5 separate regions of the Mus musculus genome follow, and all the other regions are linked to region 1. The links are chromatin contacts, called in public ChIA-PET, Hi-C, HiChIP or PLAC-seq and promoter capture Hi-C maps. All regions are on one chromosome and are shown on one strand. The core of a region is the stretch at or near the end of the contact, and the rest is flanking DNA. Distances in the headings are between cores, read along the strand shown.

What was found. Promoter capture Hi-C pulls out the DNA fragments that hold promoters and counts their contacts. A called contact is a pair of places that touch in the nucleus more often than the background predicts. ChIA-PET counts read pairs in DNA pulled down with a chosen protein or histone mark. HiChIP or PLAC-seq counts read pairs in DNA pulled down with a chosen protein or histone mark.
Region 2: a contact with region 1 is called in an H3K4me3 HiChIP or PLAC-seq map of bone marrow-derived macrophages, with 3 times the contacts expected there. The contact joins the enhancer-like site here to the promoter of Tor1b in region 1. A contact is called at or near these places in 8 of 39 promoter capture datasets (cranial neural crest, embryonic stem cells, frontonasal cranial neural crest and 4 more), 2 of 15 datasets of contacts at CTCF or cohesin (embryonic stem cells and large pre-B cells), 30 of 484 Hi-C or Micro-C datasets (the AML12 cell line, the C10 cell line, CD8 T cells and 24 more), 30 of 115 datasets of contacts at active chromatin or transcription factors (the NIH/3T3 cell line, VIP interneurons, acute myeloid leukemia and 25 more) and 4 of 9 other capture datasets (adipose tissue, embryonic tail, liver and 1 more).
Region 3: a Hi-C map of CD4 T cells shows a contact between it and region 1, with 6 times the contacts expected there. The contact joins the enhancer-like site here to the promoter of Tor1b in region 1. A contact is called at or near these places in 2 of 39 promoter capture datasets (cranial neural crest and pre-B cells), 2 of 484 Hi-C or Micro-C datasets (CD4 T cells and liver) and 1 of 115 datasets of contacts at active chromatin or transcription factors (hepatocytes).
Region 4: a contact with region 1 is called in an RNA polymerase II ChIA-PET map of memory CD8 T cells, with 6 read pairs. The contact joins the enhancer-like site here to the promoter of Tor1b in region 1. A contact is called at or near these places in 4 of 39 promoter capture datasets (cranial neural crest, hippocampal neurons, liver and 1 more), 1 of 484 Hi-C or Micro-C datasets (pre-B cells) and 4 of 115 datasets of contacts at active chromatin or transcription factors (cardiomyocytes, fibro-adipogenic progenitors, large pre-B cells and 1 more).
Region 5: a promoter capture Hi-C map of stem cell-derived epiblast-like cells shows a contact between it and region 1, with 5 times the contacts expected there. The contact joins the promoter of Hmcn2 here to the promoter of Tor1b in region 1. A contact is called at or near these places in 6 of 39 promoter capture datasets (the 3T3-L1 cell line, cranial neural crest, frontonasal cranial neural crest and 3 more), 1 of 115 datasets of contacts at active chromatin or transcription factors (large pre-B cells) and 1 of 9 other capture datasets (liver).

Annotation. Positions count from the first base shown.
Region 1 is chr2:30,951,683-30,954,291 of GRCm38.p6, reverse strand. It overlaps Tor1b (torsin family 1, member B), which reads right to left and starts at 1,291. Exons shown (of 5, transcript NM_133673.3): 1 at 1,069-1,291; 2 at 275-540. The coding sequence starts at 1,267.
Region 2 is chr2:30,446,088-30,448,696 of GRCm38.p6, reverse strand. It overlaps Ptpa (protein phosphatase 2 protein activator), which reads right to left. Exons shown (of 10, transcript NM_138748.5): 10 at 890-2,320. The coding sequence ends at 2,243. Among named protein-coding and RNA genes, the nearest start is that of Ier5l, 27 kb to the left of the region's middle. Within about 2 kb of position 1,311, at least 66 of the 459 cell types and tissues checked have an H3K27ac peak or open chromatin away from gene starts, as enhancers often do. A contact at or near this core is called in the CH12 cell line, adipose tissue, bone marrow-derived dendritic cells and 6 more, where this site is marked.
Region 3 is chr2:31,450,380-31,452,988 of GRCm38.p6, reverse strand. It overlaps Hmcn2 (hemicentin 2), which reads right to left. Exons shown (of 98, transcript NM_001370902.1): 87 at 2,032-2,181; 88 at 42-179. Among named protein-coding and RNA genes, the nearest start is that of Ass1, 19 kb to the left of the region's middle. Within about 2 kb of position 1,293, at least 30 of the 459 cell types and tissues checked have an H3K27ac peak or open chromatin away from gene starts, as enhancers often do. A contact at or near this core is called in pre-B cells, where this site is marked.
Region 4 is chr2:30,546,708-30,549,316 of GRCm38.p6, reverse strand. Gm31585 (a long non-coding RNA gene) reads right to left here. Exons shown (of 3, transcript XR_374225.3): 2 at 2,401-2,472; 3 at 1,473-1,839. Among named protein-coding and RNA genes, the nearest start is that of Gm31585, 3.5 kb to the right of the region's middle. Within about 2 kb of position 1,301, at least 72 of the 459 cell types and tissues checked have an H3K27ac peak or open chromatin away from gene starts, as enhancers often do. A contact at or near this core is called in memory CD8 T cells and pre-B cells, where this site is marked.
Region 5 is chr2:31,313,002-31,315,610 of GRCm38.p6, reverse strand. It overlaps Hmcn2 (hemicentin 2), which reads right to left and starts at 1,279. Exons shown (of 98, transcript NM_001370902.1): 1 at 935-1,279. The coding sequence starts at 1,196.

The DNA of each region.
Region 1 (2,609 bases), core at 42-2,541:
AAGCCAGCCTGGACTACACGATGAGGCACTGTCTCAGAAAGTATAAATAAAGAGAGGCTAGGCATTTAATCCCAGCCTTTGGAGGGCAGAGGTAGGTAGATCTCTGTGAGTTCCAGGCCTGCCAGACCTACACAGTAAAACTCAGTCAAATAAATAGCAGAAAGCAAAGCAGAGGCCAGATGGAGCACTTCAAGGCAGAGAAAGAAAAGCAGAGGCCAGAGCTACTGAGTAAAGTACCCCAGGCATATGATCAAAAATCGGTAGGTTTTCTTGCCTGGTACACCTTTATCTTCTGCTCATGAGGGAAGTGCAAAGTAGAGACGAACAGGTGGACAAAGTTACTCTTCAGGCCTTTTGGATAAAGGTTTTCAGCCACAATCTGGCTGATAAAATTCTTGCCCGTGCCAGCCCAGCCGTGCAAGGACAGAGTCAATGGTTTCTTGGAATTTTTGTTGTTCCTGAAGCCAGTCAATGCCTTGAGAATCACTTCGGTGGCAAGGTGCTGTCCAAACAGCTTCTCTTCCAAGTCCAGCTTGAGGGCTGCGGAGGCCCGCACCGGAACAAAGAGAAAAACACAGGTTAAAAAAGTACCTGAGTCAGAGGCACAGTTAGCGACTGATCCAGCAGGGCCAGAAGGGATGAAAAATGCAGAGATCTCACAGATCAGAGCCAGAATCATAAGGACCTACAGTCAGATCCTTAAGTGCCAGTTCTCCTTAACATCTAAATGTCAAACAAGCTACACAGATTCTTTCATCCAGGGAAGAACCATTTGGCGGCTGTGCTCCGGGCTAGCTTTCCCGCCACCCCTGATGGCTCGAAAAAAAAACAAACAAACAGCAAGAGCAACAGGCGGGCTTTCTGGATGGAGCTCCACGCCTGGCACCCCCTGGCGGGGCGCACCAGCTGGCCCCGTTGCGTTCAGTTCTCCAGGTGGTCATTGCAAGGCCTGCAAAGGTGTGGCGAGGTCCCGGCCGTGTGTGTCTCCCGCGGCGCCGCATCCAGCAGGAGCGGGAGCCAAGCTCCCAGTGCCCTCCCGCCCGCCCCGACCGGCCCGCGGGCACATACCCGACGTGTTGAGGGGCCGTTCCTCATGGCAGCACTCGGTGAAGCGGCAGTAGAAATCGGTATAGGACAGGTAGCCGGTGAGCGCCGACACGGCCCCGATGGCGATGCCCACGCTTACGGGCTCGAACGCCCCCGCCACGTGGGCGGCCAGCAGCGCCCACAGGGCCGTGGAGCCCCCAAACGCTCCGATTCGTCTCATCGCACGCAGGGAAGCACCGTGCGGCTGCGCTCCGAGCGCAGGATTCAGTCCCAGGGACTGAACTTCCGGTACGGCGCTGTCACTTCCGCTTAGCTAGAAAGCCGCCTTGTTGGAAAGGGGCGGGGAGATTATTGTCACCAACGTTGTGAGTGTCAGGAAACCCTCTAGAGACCATTAAAGGAATTTCATTCCTATCTTTTAGAGGTCCTGTTTGTTTGTTGGTTGGTTTGTTATACAAACACACACACACACACACACACACACACACAGGAGACGGAGAGAGGGAGAGAACGCAGAGATGGATCAGTTGTTAGGGGCACTGACTAGCTCTTCCTGAGGACCTGGGTTCACTTCCAAGCACCCACATTCCTGTTTTGTGACGGTCTCTAACCAGTTCCAGGGGTTCTGCCACTCTCTTTTGGCCTCTGTAAGCACTGCACACACACACACGGGACACAGACATACACGCAAGCAAAACAATCATACACACAACATAATAAAATTATTGGAAAATTATGCACACATAAAAATCAAAAGCCCAGATTGGGCTCCCAGCATCCACATCTGGTGGCTTATGATTGCCTGTACCTCCAGAACTTTTCCTCCGAGCTTTGTGGGCACCTCCACGTATACGGTGCTGTACAGAAGCTCAGGCGTGCACATACATATAAGATAATACATAAATAAATAAAATAATAATAATAATAATAGCAACAATAATGTGTGCTTGTTGTGAGAGAGACAGGGCTGAGCACTAGGGATGTAACGCACATAGGGACACCTGTGGGGGATTCACAAGGGAGACAGACATTTGTCTATGCGCATACCACACAGTGGGCCCCAGGTTGCCCGCTGGGAATTCATCCATGGAGTAGAGTTGGTCCTGCCTTTCAGGACACACAGGCTGTAGGGGAGGCAAGCAAGGGGACAAGGACTACTGAGTCATCAAAGTCCAGGTACTGTGGGGCAGGGAAAGCCTTTGCCTATGCTGAAGATTAGAGGTATTAATCAAAAACCGACGAAGTTGGTCATGCAGAAAACAAGCAGTGGTGTGGTTTATGTAAAGAGTAGAGTTTGTAAACAGCCCGTCTGAAATGTGTGATTACTCCTCCACACGCCTTCATTATATCAACTTGATATAGAATTTGAAGCCACAGGCTTTTTTCCTTTTTGTTTGTTTGTTTGTTTGGGTGTTTTGTTTTGTTTTGTTTTTGGGACAGGGTTTCTCTGCGGAGCCCTGGCTGTCCTTGAACTCACTCTGTAGACCAGGCTGGCCTCGAACTCAGAAATCCGCCTGCCTCTGCCTCCCAAGTGCTGGGATTAAAGGTGTGCGCCACCACCG
Region 2 (2,609 bases), core at 62-2,561, 510 kb after region 1:
TGGCCTTGGGTTTGAATTCAAGTGTGGTGGACACTGGAGACACGGCTTTGGGCAACCAAGGATGTAGCAAAGTGACCGAGCTGCGGCTCCTCTTCCTGCCTTTGTGCAAAGTCTCCAGGACAGCAGAAAGGCTCCCACTCATAGGCTCGCCTGGTGTCTAGGGAGTCACTGCCCAGCTGTACTCAGCCCTAGCATAACAGACCAGAAGGTGGGCTAAGGACAAAGAGGGCTACTTCTAACAAGGGCAGATGTAAGGTTCAATGTGAGCCTCGTCTTTGGGCCGGCAGGAGTGCAGAGCAGCTGTAGAAGGCTGACATCTGGTTCTTGTTCAGCCTGTGCCAGGTCCTAGGACCTGTGCCCAGCAGGTTCAGGAGACACATACACATCACAGTGACAACACAGCATGTGTTCTGAACCAGGTCTAGACTCAGGGTTACCAGTGCCACTTGTGATTATACCCATTTTCTAGATGAGGGTGCTGGGTGGGGTCCAGAGTAGCTCAGAAACCTACCCACAAACTTGCCATTAGGAGTGAGCCAGGGGGATGGCTGGGATTTGAACCCTCTTGCCTGCTTTAGTCATTGTCACATATCCCATCCCCAGAAAGTCAACTGGTAATGGGCTTTCCCAGGAGCCCAGGGCAGCTTTCATAGCTAGGCTATCCCCAGGAAGGGGAGTGTTATGTTAACAGTCAGGAAACCTAGCAAAGCCAAGGGCCAGGGAACAAAGCCAGCATGAAGATGGACACAGGTCCCCCAGGGCCTAGGATGGTACCTTGAGAAGACCAGCCTCATCATCCATGGCCCCTACAAACCACCCTCCTGAGGAACAAAACCACCTGCTGAGGAACAGTCACTCAGACATGTCAGGAAAAGATGTCTCACACAGGGGACAGGTGTAAAACAGAGGCTTTAATCCAAATAGCAAGGAAGGCGCAGGGCTGGGGACGCAGGGACAGGGAAGGGAGCCAGGAAGGCAGTGGCCTGGCCCTGGAAGGAAGCTGGCACTGGGCTTTTCCTGGGGAACTGCCTGTGACTCTGATGACTTCAATCCCCGCTCTGCCCAGACCATAGTTAATTCCTGGCCAAGCCCCTGAGTTGTGCTTCTCAGTGTCCACTCCACAAAGCTAAGCGGGCACAAACACAGGATGGGCAGTGAAGAAGGGCAGGCCCAAGTGGGACAGGAAAGCCTGCAGGTTCCAGTTCAGCCACACGCTGAGAGAAAACTGGTGACTGTGGCTAGGTCCCCTTAGCAGCCCTACCCATTCTGAGTCTATGCCTAGGCCCAGGCCAGCACTTCCCTCATCTCACAGAGGGAAGTGGGAGGAGGGGGCTGCTACCTTCTTTGCTCTCCCACACGAGCCACAAACCGACCCAAGGGAGCGGAGCAGCAAGCCAAGGCCTCGGGGGAAGCTTCAGACACTCAGCAGGCAGAGGCAGCAGAATCAGCAGGCCTGAGACTGACTGGAGAAAACTAGGTTCTCCACAGACACAACAGTCCTACTGCCTCCCGGAGTCTCTTCCTCTCCCTGCTTGACAGCTCTGGAAAGTCAGATCTCACCCAAGCAATGGGCTTTCCCAGGAGCCCAGGGCAGCTTCCATAGCTAGGCTATCCCCAGGAAGGGGAGTGTTATGTTAACAGTCAGGAAACCTAGCAAAGCCAAGGGCCAGGGAACAAAGCCAGCATGAGGATGGACACAGGTCCCCCAGGGCCTAGGATGGTACCTTGAGAAGACCAGCCTCATCATCCATGGCCCCTACAAACCAACCTCCCCCAACCCCAGCCCTCCCAACAGCTGATGACAGCCTCACCCTTCAGCTCCATAGCAGATACCCAGTGGAACACAGCTAGCGGGGAACCCACCAGCCGGCCCTGGAGGCACGGAACTCCTGCTCTTAATGAGGGAACCATTACATCATGGGGAGGAAAGGGGGAGCAATGACAAGAGCAGGGTGTCCTTGTCTCCTCCACATGGGCCTGACCGTGGGAGGAAGCAGGAGCACAGGGATGGGCAGGGCCGGGGACCACGTCCAGGCCCCTCTCTTCTTACTCGGCCACCAGACGGAGGACAGTCAAAAACTGGGCACACTGTGGTCAATTCCCCCAACTCAGGCCCTGCTTAGCACCCATCTCAGTAAACAGCCTCTCATCAAACAGAAAGAACAGAAGGTGGGCGGGAGGGGTGCTGGGTCACAGAGAGCACAGGAACCTGGCCAGGGTGGCTCTGGTAGTTCAGCCTCTCCTAGCCTGATGTGACGGGATGGATGGGCAGCAGGCTCCCGAACTTGAAGTGCTGGATCACAGGGAACTTCTCCAGGCACTGAGAAAGGAGGGGAAAACCAGGGAGGTGAGGCCTGTCTCGCCTCCTGCATCCCCAGTAACCCAGACAAACATGAGGTTTCCAACTGCAGCCACCTCCACGGGAATCCACCTGTGCTGGAGAGCAGCCCCCGGCCTAGGAGGAAGGTGATCTCGTTCACCTCATCCCCACCTCCCACTCAAAGGCACCCATACTCAGCAGAAGCCAAGACAGGCAGCTAAGAGACATCACTTGACCCAGAAGGGATGAGCCATAAGAAATGACAAAGGTCCCCCCACCCCCACCCGAA
Region 3 (2,609 bases), core at 44-2,543, 500 kb before region 1:
CAGGCCCTGCCCCCAGCCGTCTGCAAGAAGACCATGCTCACCTGTAGAAAATTCCATCTGTGACTCCTGCTGGAAGCTGCCACCCGTCAGAGAGTAGCCATTTAAGGCCTCTCCGCTCTCTCTAGCCAGGGCCCAGTAGATGGGGGCAATCGTGACCACCAGCACCCGCATTAGAGGCCCTGGATGTAGCAGAACACAGAGGCCATGTTAGGACTGGAGTCTCGGGGCAGCGATGCTGCTCACGATCCCTCTGTGGCTCCCCCTTCTCTCAGCCTTTCCCTCCCTGGCCGTGCTTGGCCTGGCGACTACACATGCCAGTTGTTTAGCAGACCCCAGGAGATAGCAAAATATACTTTATGGAGCAGCTAGAAAAGCAAATATTATAAAGAAATGCATGGGATGTGATATTTAGCCAGGTTCAACAGAACCAGATAGATGGTCCCCATGGCTCTGGGGGGTGGGGGGCACAGTCTGTCACTATGTGCTGGCTGGGTTGATGATCAACTAACTTGTGGACAACTTCTGCAAGCACCTGGGAGAGGAAAGAGTGTTCTGAGCCTTTGACTGCCCTAGGTAACATCTGGACCTCTTAGGACTAGGAGAGGTCACAGACCGGGTCAGGGGGGCACCGCCCACTCACAGCTTCCTCAGGGTCAGAGACAGTGGTGGCACCTAATGGGGTGACAGGAGGGAGCTAGAGCCCTTGTGGGCAACAGAACCTGTCCAGCTCCTCAGAGCCTCTGTCCCATTACAGTCAAGCTCACTGGGCCTGGGTCTAGACGTTTCCCCATGGCTCCCACAGCTGGAAGCAGCGGCCACAACTAGGCGGCATTTTGTTTAAATTAGTCTCTGTCGACAGACAGCGGCTTCAAGTCTGGCAGGTAAAGCCCCTGACCTGGGGCTGGAGAGATGTCTCCATTAAGGGCATTTGTTTTTCTTACAGAGAATCTGGGCTCAACTTCCAGCACCCACATAGTGGCTCACAACCATCTGTAACTCAAGTTGTAGAGGACCTGACAGTCTTTTCTGGCCTCTGCAGGCACCAGGCATGCACATGGTTGTACATACATGTATGCAGACAAAACACTTGTACATGTAAAATAAAAGCAAATGATTCTAAAACAAAGCAAACCCCTCCCCCCAACCAAACCAAACCAAAACCAAAACAAAACAAGTTAACAACTGAGGCCATGTGTGGCTCTGAAGAACTGCTCCTAGTGAGAACTTATCTCTGCCTTTCCTTGCACTGGGTCCTTGGAAGGGGAGGGGCCTTGGGTCCTTTACGCAGGCTTGCCAAGACAGGGCCTGTGAGCCACCTGCATATTCTCTGCTCAAGACATCCTGTTTCTTAAATCTGTGATTCAAAGCAGATGCATGCCTCTTCCTCCTCCTCCTCTTCTACCTCCTCCTCTTCCTCTCTCTGTTCCTCCTCTTCCTCCTCCTCATCTTCCCTTTCTTCCCCCTCCTTTTTCTCCTGCTCTTCCTCCTCTTCCTCCTCCTTCTCCTTTCTTTTTGATTTTTTTTTTTTTTGAGACAGGGTTTCTCTGCATAGCCCTGAGTACCCTGGAATTCACTCTGTAGATCTGGCTGGCCTCAAACTCTGAGATCCACCTGCCTCTGCCCAGCGTCCCAAGTGCTAGGATTAAAGAAAGCCGTGTGCCACTACGCCAGGCTGCCTCCTGCTTATTAGATGACGGAATTCTGAATCTTTCCTGCTGTCTGTCCCCTCCAGCTCGTGTCTGTTAATCAATTCTTCACTTTTCTATCGGCTTCCATCGGTGAGGGGCTCCCCGAGTGTAAGTGTCATCCCCATCGTCCTCTGAGCTCCTGATGCAGTACCCTGCTCATACCCACCCTCTCCCTGTCTAATTTTAAATGCAGTGACTTTGTTTGGTGATAGTGGGGGTGGGAGCCTGTGAGCTGGAGAGGGCTTTGGCTCTTCAAGGTAGTCCTATCTCCAGGTACTAGGCCTTGAACAAGCCTTTTCTAGGTCCAGCAGGTGTCCCAGCGCCCCTCCCCCTCCCCACATACCCACACTTGCTGGGACTTGACTGATGCTGCTCCAGATGGTTGGAGCCTCAGAGCTGCCCTGCTGTAGCACACTGATGTTGAGAGTAGCCATTCCAAATTCCTGACCATTGATGACTCCAGTCATGCTGCCCCGGCTGCCCCGGGGCTCCCCTGTGGAGCAGAAGACAAACAATAGTGACACATGCTAACTACCCACTCTGAGGCCCCATTCAAAGGTGTCAACACTGCTACTCTTTCATCAAATTGGAGATTGAGGCTCAGAAAGGCACAGTGTCCAAAGACACACAGCTAATAGGTAACAGACTCAAAAGCACAGAAGATCTTGGCTCAAAAATAAAGGAGACTCTGTCTGGGGAGAGGGCTCAGCCAGTGAGGTGCTTGTCGTGCAAGCACGAGTGCCTGAGCTTGGTCCCCAGAGCCCACATAGAAATGCCGGCCATAGTGGTATATGCTTGGGGTCCTGGTGCTGGCGAGGCAGAGACAGCAGAGGGAGAGGTGGAACCCTGGGGCTCATCAGCTAACCTGCTTAACCTGGGCTCAGTGAAAGATCCTCTCTCAAAAACAAGATGGACAGCTCC
Region 4 (2,609 bases), core at 52-2,551, 400 kb after region 1:
CTGGTCTAGCTTACAGGGAAGGACCTGGTGCTGCACAGAGAGATGACATTCCTTAGGACACAGAGGAAGTCAGTAGCTGAAAGGCCTTATGCAGTCTCCCGGCCTCACACCCAGCCCTTTGTCCACTGAGCAAATTTAAGATGCAGGGAGGGGCTGGAGAGGTTGCTCAGTGGTAGAACACTGGCTGCTTATGTCGAGGACCTGGCTTTGTTTCTCAGCACCCACATGGGGCTCAGAACGACCTGGAACTACAGTTCCAGGGGATCTGATGCCCTCTTCTGGCCTCTGAGGGCACCAGGCATCCATATGATACACAGACATACATGCAATCACACACTCGTAAAACAGAAACAAATCTTGAAAACAGAAGAGTCTGTTTGTCATGATAGTCAAAGTGCGGCATAGTGGACTGTGCCAGCAGAGGACTCCCACCCACTGGGAAAGACATCTCCACAAATCATGGTTGCTGGAAGAGGAAAGCCAGGGACAGGAAACAACCTGTGACTCTCAAGGCTGCAAGCACTGAGGAGGGGGGACTCATCTAGGAGCCAAACTCCTAGTCCCCCTGCCATGGGTCCTTAGAGCCAGGAGCACCCCTTATGGGACTGCCAGCCCATCAGCTCTTCACACCTGTCATCAGTTCCAGAAGAGAATGAAATGTCAGGCATGGGGAAGGGCAAGGGGCGGTGACTGCTTCACAGGTACAGAGCCTCACATTCGGGGACATGAGCCACTTCCCTTTCTTTTGACAATTTGATGTTAAAATTTTATAATCATAGCCAGGTGTTGTAGCAAACACCTTTAATCCCAGTGCTTGGGGTGCAGAGGCAGGCGGATCTCTGAGTTCTAGGCCAGCCTGGTCTACAGAGTGAGTTCCAGGACAGCCAGGGCTACACAGTGAAACTCTGTCCCAAAAGAAAAAAAAAAATTACAATCATTAAAATGTATCTGGAGAGGAGAGCACACGTCATACCACAGTCCCTGTGGAGAGGCCAGAGGACAACAAGCAGGAATGGTTTCTCTCCTTCCACCATGTGTGTTCCAGGGCCGGAATTCAGGTCCCAGGCTTGGCAGCAAGCACTTTTATCCACTGAGCCATCTAGTCAGCCCTTCAGTTCTTTTTATTTTGGTAAAATACACATAACACAAAAGTTACTCTTTGAGCCACATTGAGTCTGCAGTTCAAGGTGTTTAATCCACACTTGACTTTTTGAAAACAGAACCTCCTGCCTCCACATCCTGCCCAGGCAGGCCCGGGGAGGGCTGAGCAAGACAATCGCTTGGCTGAGCAGTGAGGAAAAGGAAACAGGAAGGGTCCGGAAGGAAGCGGCTTCCCAGCAGCCTGCTCAGCCCCACCCAAGTCCTGACCAGCCTCAGCCTCCTCCAGGAAGAGTCACCATGCCTCACCTCAACAACAGCTGGGGCTTGCCCCCACCCGCCCCCGCCCCCACCCCCGCCCGCCCCCGCCCCCTCCAAGCAGGAAGCATGAGAAACTTCCCTGGCCTCCACTCTAGTCAAAAGGCAGGTATGGTCAACTTGAAGAGTCCAAGGTTCTCATCCATAAAGTGGGGAGCAGGTGAGAGCTGGATTCCCCAGCCATTCTGAGAGCTTATGTAAAGCAAGCTTGGAGATGCTACCAAGCAGCTTCCGGTGCCAGCGGCATCCCGTGTCAACAGCTTCCGGTGTCAGCGGCTGCTAGCGATGTCACGTCACGGCTGTCATTCTGGCATCTTGTGTGTCCTGGCCGTGGGTCTCGTCAGCATCCCTAGACCAAGTCCTTGAGCTTCAGTAGAAATTCACAGGGTTCACCATGACTCTGGGACCAGCTCATGGCTAGCTCTGTGGCCAAACAAGACACAAGACTGTGAGGGACAAGAGGGGACAGGCAAGGCCTCTGTGCTCTGCCAGACTAATAAACAATAAGTACATTCAGGTGCTTGGGAAGGGTCAGTCAAGCTTCCTGGGGACATGAATGAAGGCGGACAGACAGAAAGATCCAGAGTGGAACCACCGGGCAAAGGCCAGGAGGTGACAAACACCGTGGAATATACAGGAAACAGGACGCAAAGGGAAAGGGTAGGAGAGGGAAGGGTCTGGGGGAGACCAGCGGGTGGGCAGATCAGGGTTTGTGTGTGGCCCAGCGCCATTTTGGCTTTCCTTGTAGGTAGAAGAGGCTGCAGGAATACTTTAGAGTGCTGGCCTATGGTCAGAGGAGACCTGAAGTGTGCAGGCACCACCTCAGGCAGGCATCGTGGGAGAAAGACTTGGAAGAGAAAGAGGCTTCTAAGTGGGTGGGGGGAGCTGGAGAGGTGAACTGGTTAGCAGAACAATGTCCCAAGCGTAACCCCTGGGGCACACAGATGGCTTGTTTCACAGCAGAGAGGAACAGAGGCAGCTCACCAGCCTTTGAGCCGGGGGTTTCTTCTAGTTCATCCGAGTGACTGAGGGACTCTGAGATGGGAAAGCAGGTAACTGAAGAGCAAGCAGGGCCAAAGATCAGGAAGGTAGTCAGGGGGTGGGCTCTCTGCTTGGAGAAAGGTAAGGAGGCTGACCCTTACACACACACACACACACACACACACACACACACACACACACACACGGGGGGG
Region 5 (2,609 bases), core at 30-2,529, 360 kb before region 1:
GGACTTTTGGTGGTGAGGCTTCGGGGAGCATATTCAACCCTGAGCTAACAGGGTGACTGCGGGGGGGGGGGGGGGAGCGGGGAATCAGCAGGTGTCAGGGAGCCATGCTTTGCTGGGAAATTTCACTCTGCTGAAGTAGGCAGGCAAAAGGGAACCGGCAACAGGCTGTTACTATCAGCCAGGGGTTCCACAAAGGGCTGCAGTTCCCCCTGAAAGCCATGTCCTGGCTTCTCACATGCAAGCTGGGAGAGGACTCTAAAACAAACAAACAAACAAACAAACAAACAAACAGCACCTAAAATCTTACAGGCAGTCGGCACAGAGCTTGCCTAGTGTGCATGGGCCCCAGGTTCAATCCCCAGCACCGGATAAAGGGGCTATGTTAGTGCAGGTCTGCGATCCCAGCGCTCTAGAAGCTGAGGCCGGAGGATCAGAAGTTCAGAGTCATTCTCCACTACACAGAACACTGGGAGACCAGCCTGAGCTACAGGAGATCTGCCTCACAAAGGGGAAGGAAAGGAGGAGAAAGGGGAGAGAGAGGGAAGGAGGAAGAAAGGGCAGGCAGGCAAAATAAAATCGAGAACCAAAAACCTCACAGGTTCCTGGCACCTACTGCCAACATCCCCACACATGTTCCCACTTCACAAATGGAGAGGGTGAGACTCAGAAGCTTTTGGTCGCCTGCTAGAAATTTGTAACCTCAGTGCCAACCTGGGGATGCAGGAGAGGGCGTGGCCAGGCAAGGGAAATGTGCCAGAAGATGCTAAGGTTCTGCTTATTGCTGTGCGCCAGGCAAGGCTGGACGAGCAGCAGGGGTGAGGGGTGGAGAGGACAGGACACCAAAGCATGACACCTCGAGGACTTGGGGGGAAGGAGGGAACCTCGAGAGCCGCGCGGTGGGGAGACCTTGAGAACGGCCGGCGAGGGGCTCTACCTGGGTCGTGGAAAGGCACCAGCGCATAGTTGGCGATGACCCGGCTGCGGCTGCTCAGGCTGCGCTCCAGAATGCGCGAGGCGCCGTCGATCACCTGCATCAGGTCATCCCACATGGAGCCGGTGACATCGAAGACGAAGGCTAGGGTGGCGTCTCCTGTGGCGGGGGACAGCGTCTTCGTGGGCGCGTCAGACGTGACCACCGCCGCCACTGCTGTAGAGATCGCCACGAGCAGCGGCAGGAGCTGCGCCCCAGGCGTCATGGTGAGCCGGAGGCTGCAGCCCTGATGGGACCCGCAGGTCGCAGTGAGAGATGGCAGTGCAGTCTCGCTCTAGCGGGTTCACCGGACAGGGGCGCGGCGGGGTTCCCCTGGTGGGAGCCCGAGGCGGTCCCTAATGCCCACCCCGCCTCTCGCACCCCTCCCCCGCGCCCCGCGGCGTGACTCAAACTTTCCCAGCCCCTCGGCTCTCTGGTCCAGCCCCGAGGTTAGAGGAGGACGCAAGGCAGAAGGCAGGAGGGAGGTGGGGCCACGGCCAAGGGCGAGGGATGAGGGTGCGGGAATCCGCGGACACCTGCAAGCCCTTCTGCGGGGGCGGAGAGGCCACAGGAGCAATCCAAGCCTGGCTCAGACAGGCTTTGCACTCACTGCTACCTCTATCAGTGGTTCTGAGCCTCCCCAATATTGTAATTATTCTTGTCAAAATCAACAAACCTAAGCCTGGCGTTCACTATGGCCTCGGCATCCCACAGATAAAGTCTGGAAACTTACGGTAATCCTTGGGGAAGATACTAAGACCAAACGTATTTGATGCAAGACTCGGCGATGAGCCCATTACTGAATGGTGTAGGCAGCATCTGAAGCCAAATATAGAAGGACCCCAAGTCCCTCAGGCTCTTCCGTCTCCCCTGAGTATTGTAAGACATCATTACAGGTCATATGGGGACTCCACAGGATTGGGCACACACTCCTCTGGTCACCTGTCCAAGCGGACTCATGGATTGCATATGAAGTGGCTGCGGCACCTGTTAGGGGCTGCCTGGGCTGGGTTCAACCATCCTTTGATGGTTCCTCTGCCAGCTGGGTGGGAGGTGCTGCCTCTGCCAGTGGGCCAAATGAGGATGTCCTCTGCACAATCAGGTTGGGGGTGCTCTCTCTCTGCCATTGGGCTGTTGGGGTACTCATCATTGGCTGGGCAGAATGCTCCATTCACCATTGGGCTGGCCAGAGGTGTTTCCCTCCATTCTGTTGCAGCCCTTCACTCTCCCAGGCGGTACACTCCCAGTGGTTTCTGTCCTTACAGACCAAGAGCCCCTTGGAGTGAAGAGTGTGCCTTAGCGTCCACCCCACCACAGGGTGGTGACTCATTAGATGTTGCTTGACTGGAGGGGGCAGCTTTGGCAAGCATGTTTGATTTCTTAGGGTCTTTTCTGTGTACAACACCCTGGGTGAAGTCAGAGAAACCCTGGACATAGCTGAGAGCTCTGGGCTATAGAGGCGACACTCTCTTGACCCTTCCTCTGTAAACACCTCAGCCAGGAGCAAAGCCACTCCACACTGTCTCTTCTCCTTTGGACCAGCCTCAGTTCCTCCATCTTTGAGGCTGCTGGGACCACTCTGTTCTGCATCCACAACCCTGTGTGTCCTCATCCTAGTTCTGACTAAACTGTATCACTG